Regions from separate parts of the Pan troglodytes genome. Here region 2 is linked to region 1. A link is a contact called in public HiChIP or PLAC-seq data. All regions are on one chromosome and are shown on one strand. Each heading gives the region's core, a stretch centred on a gene start, on an enhancer-like site or on the middle of the called end of the contact. The rest is flanking DNA. Distances are from core to core; before and after follow the strand shown.

What was found. HiChIP or PLAC-seq counts read pairs in DNA pulled down with a chosen protein or histone mark.
Region 2: a contact with region 1 is called in an H3K4me3 HiChIP or PLAC-seq map of stem cell-derived excitatory neurons, with 5 times the contacts expected there. The contact joins the promoter of DHRS11 here to the promoter of ACACA in region 1. A contact is called at or near these places in 1 of 7 Hi-C or Micro-C datasets (stem cell-derived neural progenitor cells) and 1 of 1 datasets of contacts at active chromatin or transcription factors (stem cell-derived excitatory neurons).

What each region holds. Positions count from the first base shown.
Region 1 is chr19:30,472,830-30,478,717 of NHGRI_mPanTro3-v2.0_pri, reverse strand. ACACA (acetyl-CoA carboxylase alpha) reads right to left here and starts at 2,128. Exons shown (of 56, transcript XM_511428.9): 1 at 1,529-2,128. The coding sequence starts at 1,566. It overlaps TADA2A (transcriptional adaptor 2A), which reads left to right and starts at 2,132. Exons shown (of 17, transcript XR_010152895.1): 1 at 2,132-2,217.
Region 2 is chr19:31,292,811-31,298,649 of NHGRI_mPanTro3-v2.0_pri, reverse strand. It overlaps DHRS11 (dehydrogenase/reductase 11), which reads left to right and starts at 2,522. Exons shown (of 7, transcript XM_511425.9): 1 at 2,522-2,883; 2 at 5,698-5,839. The coding sequence starts at 2,737. GGNBP2 (gametogenetin binding protein 2) reads left to right here. Exons shown (of 14, transcript XM_001173664.6): 14 at 1-590. The coding sequence ends at 149.

The DNA.
Region 1 (5,888 bases), core at 879-3,378:
TATGCCCAGCTAATTTTTTTTGTATTTTTAGTAGAGATGAGGTTTCACCATGTTGACCAGGCTGGTCTCGAACTTCTAACCTCAAGTGATCCGCCTGCCTCGGCCTCCCAAAGTGATGGGATTACAGGTGTGAGCCACCGCTCCCAGCCCACAGTGATCCTTTTACAGCAAAGCTACTCCTTTGCTCTCAACCCCTCGTCATATTCTGTCACTTCCCAATAAAATCCAAACCTTACCAGATGATACATGATCTGCCTATGATTTCCATCTAATTTCTCTCATTTGCTGTGCTCCAGCCACACTGGTCTTGCCCTTTTTCCATGCCAAACAAATCCCAATTTCAGGGCCACTGCACTTGCTGCTTCTCTTCTAGGATAGTTTCCCTCTAGAAATCCATGTAGCTCCTTCTCTCATTAAATGATCAGATATTTATGTGCCTCCTTAGCTAAGAGGCCTTCCTTATCTACCCTAACTAAGAGAATCCCCACATCACTCTTATCCTTTTATCCTGATTTATTTTTCCATAAAACTTGCCACATTACTGGGCATTATCTATTATTTAGTAATGTGTATATTGCTTATTGACAGTCTTCCCTACTATAATATGAGCTCCATGAGGCAGAGACTTTGTTTTGTTCACTGCTGAATTCCCAGCACCTACAACAAGCCTACTCACTAAACATTTGTTGAATTAATCTTCAGGATACATCAAATGTAAAATATCCTATTATATATTTATTGATGTGATGCATAGGAAAATGTCTGGAAGGGTACATACCAAAATGTTAATTATTTATTTAACCTGGTGGGAGGTGGTTTTTCTTTCCTTTTCTTTTCTTTTTGAGACAGAGTTTCGCTCTCGTTGCCCAGGCTGGAGTGGAATGGCAAGATCTTGGCTCATTGTAACCTCTGCCCCCAGGGTTCAAGCGATTCTACTGCCTCAGCCTCCGGAGTAGCTGGGATCACAGGTGCCTGCCACCACACCCGCGTAATTTTTTGTATTTTTAGTAGAGACGGGATTTCACAATGTTGGTCAGGCTGGTCTAGAACTCCAGACCCTGTGATCCGCCCGCCTCGGCCTGCCAAAGTGCTGGAATTACAGGCGTGAGCCACCGCGCCCGGCAGGGCTTTTTTTTTTTTTTGGAATGAACTTGTATTATGCATATACCAAAAAAGAATGAAAGGGTTCACACAGGCATAAAGTGTAAGTGAATTCTAAAAAAAGGTTGGGCAAATTTATCAAAGGCAGACTTCTAAATAGATGTAACAGTTATATAGTTCAGATAAACCATGGTTTGAATTCCCTTCCCCAGTACTTCCTAGCAGTGTGATCCCAAGTTATTTATGTCAGTGCCTAGATTTCTTCACCTGGAAAATAGGGATAACAACAGGTGCCTACCTCACAAGTTTTAAATGAGACCGTATGTGTAACCTGCTTTGTGCAATGTCTGGCATGCAATAAGTACTCGACAAATGGTAGCTATTAGAATCATCATTAACAGCAGTAATAAGAGATCTTGGGACATACCTAGCCCTCAAGATTGACATCAGAGTAGACCACCACATCCTCTCATCATTGCGCCTCTATTTGGGCCTCTGAAGCCCAAAGAGGGGATGGTTCTTTCCAAAGAAGACAATTTCGACGTTCCAGAAGCATCTGATTGAAACGCACCCTCTTCACCCCTTAAAATCAGTCTGGTTCATCCACGAGCAGCCCTTCGGGGCCCGGACTGGAGAGGCAGCCACGGCTCGCCGTCCCTGGGCCCAGTTCCCTCAGCCTCAATTTCCCTTGCTGCAACAGGGGTGGAGGTGGGAACGTTATCCCCAAACCCAGGCAGTCCCGGCTCGGCCCGCCTCACCGCACTCCGGAGGGGACCAAACAGCCCCACGCGCCAGGAAGCCTCAGGCAACGGGCCACGCGCCACACGGGCAAAGTGATTACTGGTCGGAGCAAAAGTCAGGCAAGCGGCTCAGCCCCATCCTCCCAGTCCTCGGGCACGGGGACAGCAGCGGGCGCGCGGTGGGGACCGGGAAAAGGCCAAGGGGGCGGTGGCGGGCGCTCAGCACCCGGCAGGGGCCTCCACGGCCGAAGGGCGGAGGCGGCGGGCGCGCGGCACGCGGCGCGCTCGCCACTGCGCCGCCCGGGGGCGCGCACGCAAAGCCCGGAGGCGCGCGCGACCGGCGGCTCTTTGGCGCGGATTAGGGGGTCTCGGCGAGGTGAGGCGCCAGGCAGCGCTGGGCGGGCGCGTGGCGGGGCGCGAGCCCCTCTAGCGGGACTAGGGAGAAGCGGGGGCCACGAGGTGTGGCGGGGGAGGAGGCGCGGGCTGCGGGCCCCGGCGGCGGGCTTGACGCGGCAGGCTGGCGGGCCGGCGGGCGGGCAGCGGCGGGCCTCGCCGCTCTGTGGGGGAGGGCGGTGTGGGGCCGGGCCTGACCCCGGGGGCCCGCCCCGCGTCTGGGCGGTGCCCCAGTGCTCCGGCCTCGCCATTTCCCGCTCAGCCCTGGAGCGCGTAGCTCTACCAAGAATGGCCACTGTGCCTGATGCCCCTGACCAGCGTTGCCCATTTGAATTTCCTAGCAGGCCCCCCAAAGTAGGTATTTCGGTACCCTGTTAGAGCTGAGGCGCAGGTAAAATGACTGGCCCAGGCCGGTCCCACCCCGTAAGGATTTGAACGTTGGCTCCACAACTCGGGAGCCTGCGCCTTTCCTCCTCCCAACGTGGACTCCTGCCCGGCGAAGTGCCTCACTTCCTTCTCCCGGTAACTGATTCGAATTTGGCGATTGTTAGTTTGGAGCTAGCGCCAGTGTTTCCACGGAAGTTGGTGTCAGAATGTGGTCTCTTGTGAAAGGAGGAGAAAGAAGATTCTGCAGACTGCAATATTGTGCTTTTTTGCCTTTTTTTTTTTTTTTCTCCTAGGCTGTACTGCAGTGCAGTGGCATGATCGCGGCTCACTGCAATCTCCGCCTCCCAGGCTCAAGCGATTCTTGTGGCTGAGGCGCGGGCCACCACGCCCAGCTAATATTTGTATTTTCAGCAGAGGTGGGGTTTCACCATGTTGGCCAGGCTGGTCTCGAACTCCTGACCTCAAGTGATCCTTCCGCCTCGGCCTCCCAAAGTGCTGGGATTACAGGCGTGAGCCACCACGCCCGGCCCTACTATTTTTTTATTTTTTGAGATGGCGTTTCTTTCGCCCAGGCTGGAGTGCAATGGCGCCATCTCAACACACTGCAACCTCTGCCTCCCGGGTTCAAGCGATTCTCCTGCCTCAGCCTCCCGAGTACCTGGGATTACAGGCGCCCGCCACCACACCTGGCTATTTTTTGTATTTTTAGTAGAGATGGGGTTTCGCTGTGTTGGCCAGGCTGATCTCGAACTCCTGACCTCAGGTTATCTGCCCACCTGGGACTCCCAAAGTGCTGAGATTACAGGCGTGAGCCACCGCACCCGGCCTCCTACTGTGCTTTTTCGAGTGTTGATCAGTCCCTATTGACTGTGCATCCTTTACTGGACGTCTGTTTTTGTTTTTTGAGAGGGAGTTTCACACTTGTTGCTCAGGCCAGAGTGCAACGGCGCGTTCTCAGCCCACCGCAACTTCCACCTCCCGGGTTCAAGCAGTTCTCTTGCCTCAGCCTCCCAAGTAGCTGGATTACAGGCATACGCCACCACGCCCAGCTAATTTTGTATTTTTAGTAGAGACAGGGTTTCTACATGTTGGTCAGGCTGATCTCGAACTCGCGACTTCAGGTGATCTGCCCGCCTCGGCCTGCTAAAGTGCTGGGATTACAGGCATGAGCCACTGCGTCCAGCCTTGACATCTGTATTTGAAATGACACAGCTATTCCTTGTAAGACACTGCGCAAGTAACATACTCTTTCAGAGCTTGCTTGCTTTTGAAAAAGCAGCTTGCCCCAGAAGTGAGGGAGTGAGGATTCAAAGAATCCCCACACCTTGGTACCCACGGGTACCTAGCAAATGGAAAAAGTTCAGTAAATTTGGCTGTTATTTGATTGCTGCGTTCGTAATACACCCTTGCTAGACTCATTTTTCTTCAGAGCTCAACTTTTCCTTAGAGGACAGCAAAGGGAGACCTACCCCACCCCAAAAAGGGAAAGTTCTTTGATGGCAGCGTTAACGGAAATGTTGCCCACACTTAGTGATGAATTATTCTCCAAGCTAAAAATTACCAGGGTGAAAAAAATCACTTCAGAAAAGCTAAAGATAAATTAACCTTTTGTAGAATTAACATTTATTAGTCCACTACTATGTGTTTATTGTATTCCTCCTGTATGCTTGGCATTTTGAAAGCATACAGATAGGTATCCGATATAGTCTCTGCTTTCACTTATTTATTTATTATTTATTTTTGAGACAGGATCTTGCACTGTCGCCCAGGCTGGAGTGCAGTGGCACAATCTCGGCTCACTGCAACCTCCACCTGCCGGGTTCAAGCAACTCTCATGCCTCAGCCTCCCGAGTAGCTGGGATTATAGGCACCCGCCACCACGCCAAGCAAATTTTTTTGTATTTTTGGTAGAGACGGGGTTCTCACTATGTTGCCCAGGCTGGTCTGAAACTCCTGACCTCTGGAGATTCATCTGCCTCAGTCTCCCAAAGTGCTGGAGTTACAGACATGAGCTACCACACCCAGCCTGCTTTCACTTAATTTAGAAGTGGGGGAAAATAGACACTCAGAAGTAATACTCACAAAGTAGAATGTGAAAAATGCCAGATAAAAAGCTGAGAGTGGGCCGGGTGCGGTGGCTCATGCCTGTAATCCCAGCACTTGGGGAGGCTGAGGTGGGCAGATCACCTGAGGTCAGGAGTTCGAGACCAGCCTGGCCAACATGGTGAAACCCCGTCTCTACTAAAAATACAAAAATTAGCCAGGCCTGGTGGCCCGCGCCTGTAATCCCAGCTAATTGGGAGGCTGAGGCAGGAGAATCGCTTGAACCCGGGAGGCGGAAGTTGCAGTGAGCTGAGATCGTGCCATTGCATTCCAGCCTAGGCAACGAGAGCGAGACTTAGTCTCAAAAAAAAACAAAAACAAAAAGCTGTGAGTGTACAGAAGAAGGATTATTTTTTGACTTAGTGTAAAATATTATTTTATTTCTGCTTCAAAGAAGATACTTTGGGCCAGGCATGGTGGCTCACACTTGTAATCCCAGCACTCCAGCACTTTTGGAGGCCGAGGTGGGCGGATCACTTGAGGCCAAGAGTTCGAGACCAGCCTGGCCAACATGGTGAAAACCTGTCTCTCCTAAAAATACAAAACAATTAGCCAGGTATGGTGGTGGCACATGCTTGTAATCCCAGCTTCTCAGGAGGCTGAGGCACAAGACACGAGAATCAAAAATGAGAACCAAATGGAGAATGAGAATCCCTTGAACCTGGGAGGCAGAGGTTGCAATGAGTACTCCAGCCTGGGCAACAGAGCCAGACTGTGTCTCCAAAAAAAAAAAAGAAACAGAGACTTAGTCTGTCCTCCAAGCTGGAGTGCAGTGGTGGCTCACTGCATCCTCGACCTCCTAGGCCCAAGCGTTCCACCTCATCCTCCTGAGTAGCTGGAACCATAAGCATGGGCCACTGTACCCGGCTAACTTTTTTTTTTTTTTTTAAGAGATGGGGTCTCCCTATGTTGCCCAGGCTGGTCTTGAACTCCTGGGTCCCAGTAATCCTCCCACGTCAGCCTCCCAGAGTGCTGGGATTACAGGCATGAGCCACTGTGCCTGGCCCTGTTACGTACTTGTTGAAAGAGTGAGGAACAAATGTATGTTGTAATAGATAGGATTTTTTGGTTTCCAGTTACAGAAACTCGTTCAGTCTTATGATTAAAGTTGAGTTTATTAAAGTTTATTAAAGAGAGAGAAATGAGAGAAGAGTTAAACAGTTG
Region 2 (5,839 bases), core at 1,273-3,772, 820 kb before region 1:
AGTCATTTATGGCTAATAACCAGTCTTTCTACAGCAATAGAGAACAATACCGACAGCATCTGAAGGAGAAATTTAATAAATACTGCCGGTTAAATGATCACAAGAGGCCCATTTGTAGTGGCTGGTTGACAACGGCTGGAGCAAATTAAATAAATAAAATAGCTCTGTCTTTCAATGAAACACTCACGATGACTACTGCGCCTTCTCTTTCGAAAAACTCTTAATTTAGTGACTTATGGCAAAATTTTATCTTAAATCAATGTGATTCTTTCTTGTTTTGGGAGACGGTGGAGGTATCCTCATTAGTTTGTTCTTTCTTCAGGCTTGTGTCTTTAGTTGCGTGGCTGCGCAGGCCTGCCATATGATTTAAGCCATCTCTTTTCATTAAATGTTTCTCTTCCTGTGAGACTTACTAAAGCAACTTAGTGGCAAAAAGTAATGTTGTACTTATAATTCTGTACAGAAATGACAATGAGCTGAATATATGGTTTTACAAAGTAGACATCCACTTGCAAAATGTTTGGATGTAATGTTAAAGCGCAATGTGCAAAATTTAAAATAAAGAATATTTATTAATACGCACAGTAAAATTTGCTGTACATGTTTCTACTTAATATGTGGCAGTACTTTAGTATTTGCCACTTGTGGACTTGATGCTTGGCCAGTGTTGATGTTAGAAAGGATGAAGGACAGAGATACAGATTGTTGAAGACAAAAATCTTCCTTTGATGAGAACTGACAACTGAGAAAAGCAGTTTTCCAGTCTTTTTCTTTTGAGGAGATACTTTAAATACTTGCTACCATCTTACTTTCCCATGAGACTTTAATTGCTATTATTAAAGGTTCCCTAATACATAACACAAAGTACTTCTTAAATTCAGAGGTTCATATTGACCAAGAAGAATAAAAACAAAACTTGGCAGAATTTCTACCAAGGGTTGCCCAATAAGTAATTGCTCAACATGTAAGACTGGGCTCAGAAGGCTGCACTGAGAGCTAACCACATTGTGGGCTGTGTAAGTGCATGTGAGGTTCAGCCTTATCTGGTATCCAGTAACAAAGTCACTGTGGTCTTACAGTTTACTGCTGTCACAGCTGTGAGTACTAAAGGAGAGAGTTCCCCCCAGGAGTAGCATTTTGCTGCCATTTAAAAGATCCAGTCAAATAGCTCCGTAGACACATGATGCTTAGAGATTTGTGTCTACATGTTTATAATACTTGGTGGCAGCATAAAAATCATGGGACAATCAGTACTTCTGTGCAATGGAGGTGGTGTGAATTTTATGTGCTTTTAATCAGATTTTGAGTTAGATTTCAAGTGGGCAGCAGCAGAAACTTAGATTGAATTTTCATAGTGCCATTTCTTGGATCCACCTCCTGAGATGTCTTTCAAATCTAAATGTTGTATAGGAATGGGGCAGAGGTAAAAGGACTCCTCTTGGACCCTTTTTGATTTCATCCCAGAATCTAAAAAATGACTGTGGGTCTCCCACAGCCCTTGGCTCAGAGGTGAATCCCCTCTTCACCACTGTTAAGAGTCAAAGGTTCTTTTGAGATCCCTAAAAGGAAAGGCTGCTTTAGTTTAGTTTTAATCTTTGCCATTGGGGCCAAACACAGGATAGGCAAATGAGTGTTTTTGAATGAATAAACCAGCCACATTCACCGCTTACTCCATTGCTTGCTGGAAGGGAGTCAGGTGGTTATTCAAAGATGCCTTTTCTTTAAGAGAATGGCTATATTAAGTACGCAGTTTTCAGCACTTTTAGTAAAGCGAGCTCTACTCTGAACAAAACCAGCAACCCAAGAAGCGATAATGATGTGAAGACAGTTGAGGAGCACATCCCTGGCGTAAGACTGGACTGCCTGTGGTCCAAACCATGCTTCAGCACGTCAGTATACTCATCTTTAAAATTAAGATACTAATATGTGCCATCTCAGCGCGGTTGTGTAGATTAGTTACTATATTTAAAATGCCTGCTACACCATAAGCAGCAAATGTTAAATACTGTTTTAATCTTTGGCATATATCATGATACATTTGCTACAGTGGGGTAGGGGTAAGCGTGGGGGTCTAGGGCAGTTAGACACAGTGGGCCATTTAGGGACAGAATACCCCAGTACACGTGTACTCTCCGTGGCTAGTAAAGCCAAGGGATCAGGTAGGGTGAATGAGTCCTTCCCAAGGTCACCCAGCATTGATGGCGGAGACACTCGGCGTTTTCTGGGCCGAATCCCTTCCCATCAGCCACCGGCGGGTTTGGGAGGGTGTGGAAGAGTGTTGGAGTCACCTTAAGTGCCCTTAATTCCTCATCCTGGCATTAGGGTTCAGGAGTAGAGAAGGGAGACTAAGCGGGACGCTTCAGTATGCGCCCTTGGGGCTGAAGGAACCTCCCCGCTAAACCTCGGTTTCCCTGACCCCAAAGGGCAGCGCTCACTGGGGAAGCGGCGCCGCCAGCTGCCAGGACGCTCCCGCGCAGCCCGGTTTCCCTACGCCGGGGCGGGGCAGAGGGGCGGAAGGGGCGGGGCGGCCGGGCCGCGGCGGCCTCCGACTGGATACGGCGGATCGCCGGGGGCCTGAGGGTGGAGTCCCGGCCGGAGGCAGGCCGGGACTCTGGTGGGTCTAGGCGCGGATCGGACGCGAGCAGGTCGGCGGCGGCGGCAGGAGAGCGGCCGGGCGTCAGCTCCTCGACCCCCGTGCCGGGCTAGTCCAGCGAGGCGGACGGGCGGCGTGGGCCCATGGCCAGGCCCGGCATGGAGCGGTGGCGCGACCGGCTGGCGCTGGTGACGGGGGCCTCGGGGGGCATCGGCGCGGCCGTGGCCCGGGCCCTGGTCCAGCAGGGACTGAAGGTGGTGGGCTGCGCCCGCACTGTGGGCAACATCGAGGTGAGGCCGGGCCGAGGGCGGGGACGTCGCGGGCGGGTCGTTTCCCCGGAGTCGGGTTCACCTGCCCGCCACGCCGGGGCCCTTTGCTCTAGTCGGGGCGGCCTCTCGGATCCCTTAAGGCAGGCTTCTCCCTTCCCCTTAAGTCTCGTCTTTGAAGGAGCCGTTTGCCCCGACAGCCCCTGCTCGAGTTACCGAATCTCCGACCCCGGCATCTCCCCACCCGCCCCTCGCATCTGCCCAGGGTATTGGCCCGAGGAAGGGGAAGCCGGAGGTCGGGGGTGGTGGTCTCGCCCCTGTGGCCTTCTCGCCCCCGGCGGCCAAGTGCCTCTAATCTCCAGAAGTCACCCACCACGCAGGGCAAGGTGGCTGGCCAACCAGATGGGCAGGAGCCAGGACTGAGGGTGGGGTTGGGGTGGGAGCTTTACTGAAGAGCCTCAGCCCCGCCTCCTCACCTCGGGGGTGACTCATGCCCAGTGGCATGAGGAATGAATGGAATATTCATTAGTGGGCCTTCCTCCACTCTCCTGGGGCGAACAGAGTGGGTGAAATAGGGCGGAAACCTTGAGAGGATAAAGCAGCCTGGAACTCCTTACTCTGCTCTTGACGTGGGGTTGGGAGCCCACAGAGCTCAGAGAAAAATCAAGATGGCCATTTTGGAGCAGGGAGGAATTTCTGTGCTAGGCTCTCTCTGGATGTGCCCTGCAAGCTCATTCTCAGTGTCGGGCTAGTGCTTAGCTGCAGGGCTTTATCTCCACCGTGCTCAAAGTCCTCAGGCAGGGAAAGGGTAAGGAGGCCTTGGGTGGGGGCAGAGGGAGAAGGTATACAGGAAGGAGGACTGTCCCCTCCCCTGCTGCTGACCAAAGGTATGCTTTATAACCCAGATAATCCCAAGGTCACCTGGCTCCATCACTGCCCCACTCTTTCCTCCCTTTATCCTATTCTGAGGAGCTCAGGACCCAGCCCCAGCCTTGGAGCCCAGAGGATCAGGCCAGGGATTAAACAACTGGATTCCGTAATTCTGAAGCCACTCTTGCCTTCTCACCTACTCCCCTACCGCAAGCTAGCCAGGAATGGGGGGCCTGAGCCCCAAGGGGATCCCCAGGCTGATCACTCAGTCCCAGGGTGACTCCATGTCTGAGAGGAGAATGCCCCTGTTGTGAGGGGGTGACATGATGTTGTAGATCATTACTGAGGGGAGGTAGGGAGATCAGGTGGCACAGGTGGGGCAACAGGAAGGCAGTGACAGGGAGAAATACATTCTGAGCTCATCCCTTCTGGTTTTCTTGTGGCAGGAATTTTGAGTCTAGAGGAGGAAGCGGGAAGATGTACACCAGGGGAGGGGAAAGCTGCAGTCTTCCTTGCCCACAGTCTGCTTTGATTGATTCAGTCATTGATGTTAAAGCAGAATTTGGGTTCTAGCTTCCTACAGAGAAAACTCCTGTTTCCTGAAGTGATCAAATGTGGGTAAAATCTGGTGAAGGGGGGTTTCTGATTCTCAGAGGACTATACCTTTTGAACTCACAGAAAGTCAAAGCAGAAAAGAATGTCCCAAGACACCCGATCCTGTCCTCTATTCCTGGCTCGGCTTGGGAGGAGGAAGGGGCTCCAGGCCAGGGCAGCTGGCCAAGCTGGCCTTCCTCTAGGGCACCACATGCCCCTTCCCCCTCGCCCACGTCTACACCGTCACCATCACAAGGCTCAAGTGCCCAGTCACTGGCTTCCAAAGAAGGCCACAGAACGTATTTTTTTCTTGCCTCTGAATGTCAGCTTCCCCCTGGGCTGCCTCTCAGTGGCTCTGCCTTCTCAGGTCTTTCTTGGCATGCTGAGGGCCCGGAGATGCACAGGGGGTGTTCAATGGCACCTGCCACCTGAATTGCCTCATAGTCTCCTGAGAAACCTCAGAGGGGAGGGTGGTGCACCAGGACTCAGAGAGAAAGAATCTGTCCTGACTTTCTGACCCCTCCTTTAGGTAGGGAGGGAAGATTGGCAGCTGGGCTTGGTTGAAAGGCATGTCTGAGAACTCTGAGCCAGTTGGCTGCAGTTTGCGAGGGGAGGGGAATAGTTCGGAGATGAGGGACTGGCTGACACAATGCAGAAGAGGCTGGGTTAACCAGCCCAGTGACTCTCGGGACTGGTGTAGAAGCATGAAGTGGTGGAGAGGCGCATATTACCTATGGGCAGAAGAGGTGTTCCTGTTGAGGAAGAGGCAGAAAAGAGAGAGCACTCCATTCTCTAGGTCCCTGGCCCCTGCTCCACCCAGGACTTGAGTTTATTTATTTATTTATTTATTTATTTGAGACCCAGTCTTGCTCTGTCACCCAGGCTGGAGTGCAGTGGCGTGATCTCAGCTCCTGCAACCTCCGCCTCCTGGGTTCAAGTGATTCTCATGCCTCAGCCTCCCAAGTAGCTACCACACCCAGCTAATTTTTGTATTTTCAGTAGAGATAGGGTTTCACCAAGTTAGCCAAGGCTGGTCTCAAACTCCTGACCTCAACTGGTCCACCCGCCTTGGCCTTCCAAAGTGTTGGGATTACAGGCATGAGCCACCACGCCCAGCCAGGACTTGAGTTTATAGTGAGGTTTCTCCATTGATCACAGCCTTTTCCCTTCATCACTCAGGGAGCACTGTCATCCCTTAGACTTTGACCAAAGAGGACAGACTTAGGGGATGGGCAGTCCAACATCTACATGGCTGAAAGTCAGCTGCCAAAGGAGCATGTTTTATGAGTGTGACGGGGATGGGGGTCTGAGGCTGGCTAGGGAGCCGTGGGAGTGAGCTGCTCACCCCAGTCAGACCCCTGTTGGGTTTCATAGGAGCTGGCTGCTGAATGTAAGAGTGCAGGCTACCCCGGGACTTTGATCCCCTACAGATGTGACCTATCAAATGAAGAGGACATCCTCTCCATGTTCTCAGCTATCCGTTCTCAGCACAGCGGTGTAGACATCTGCATCAACA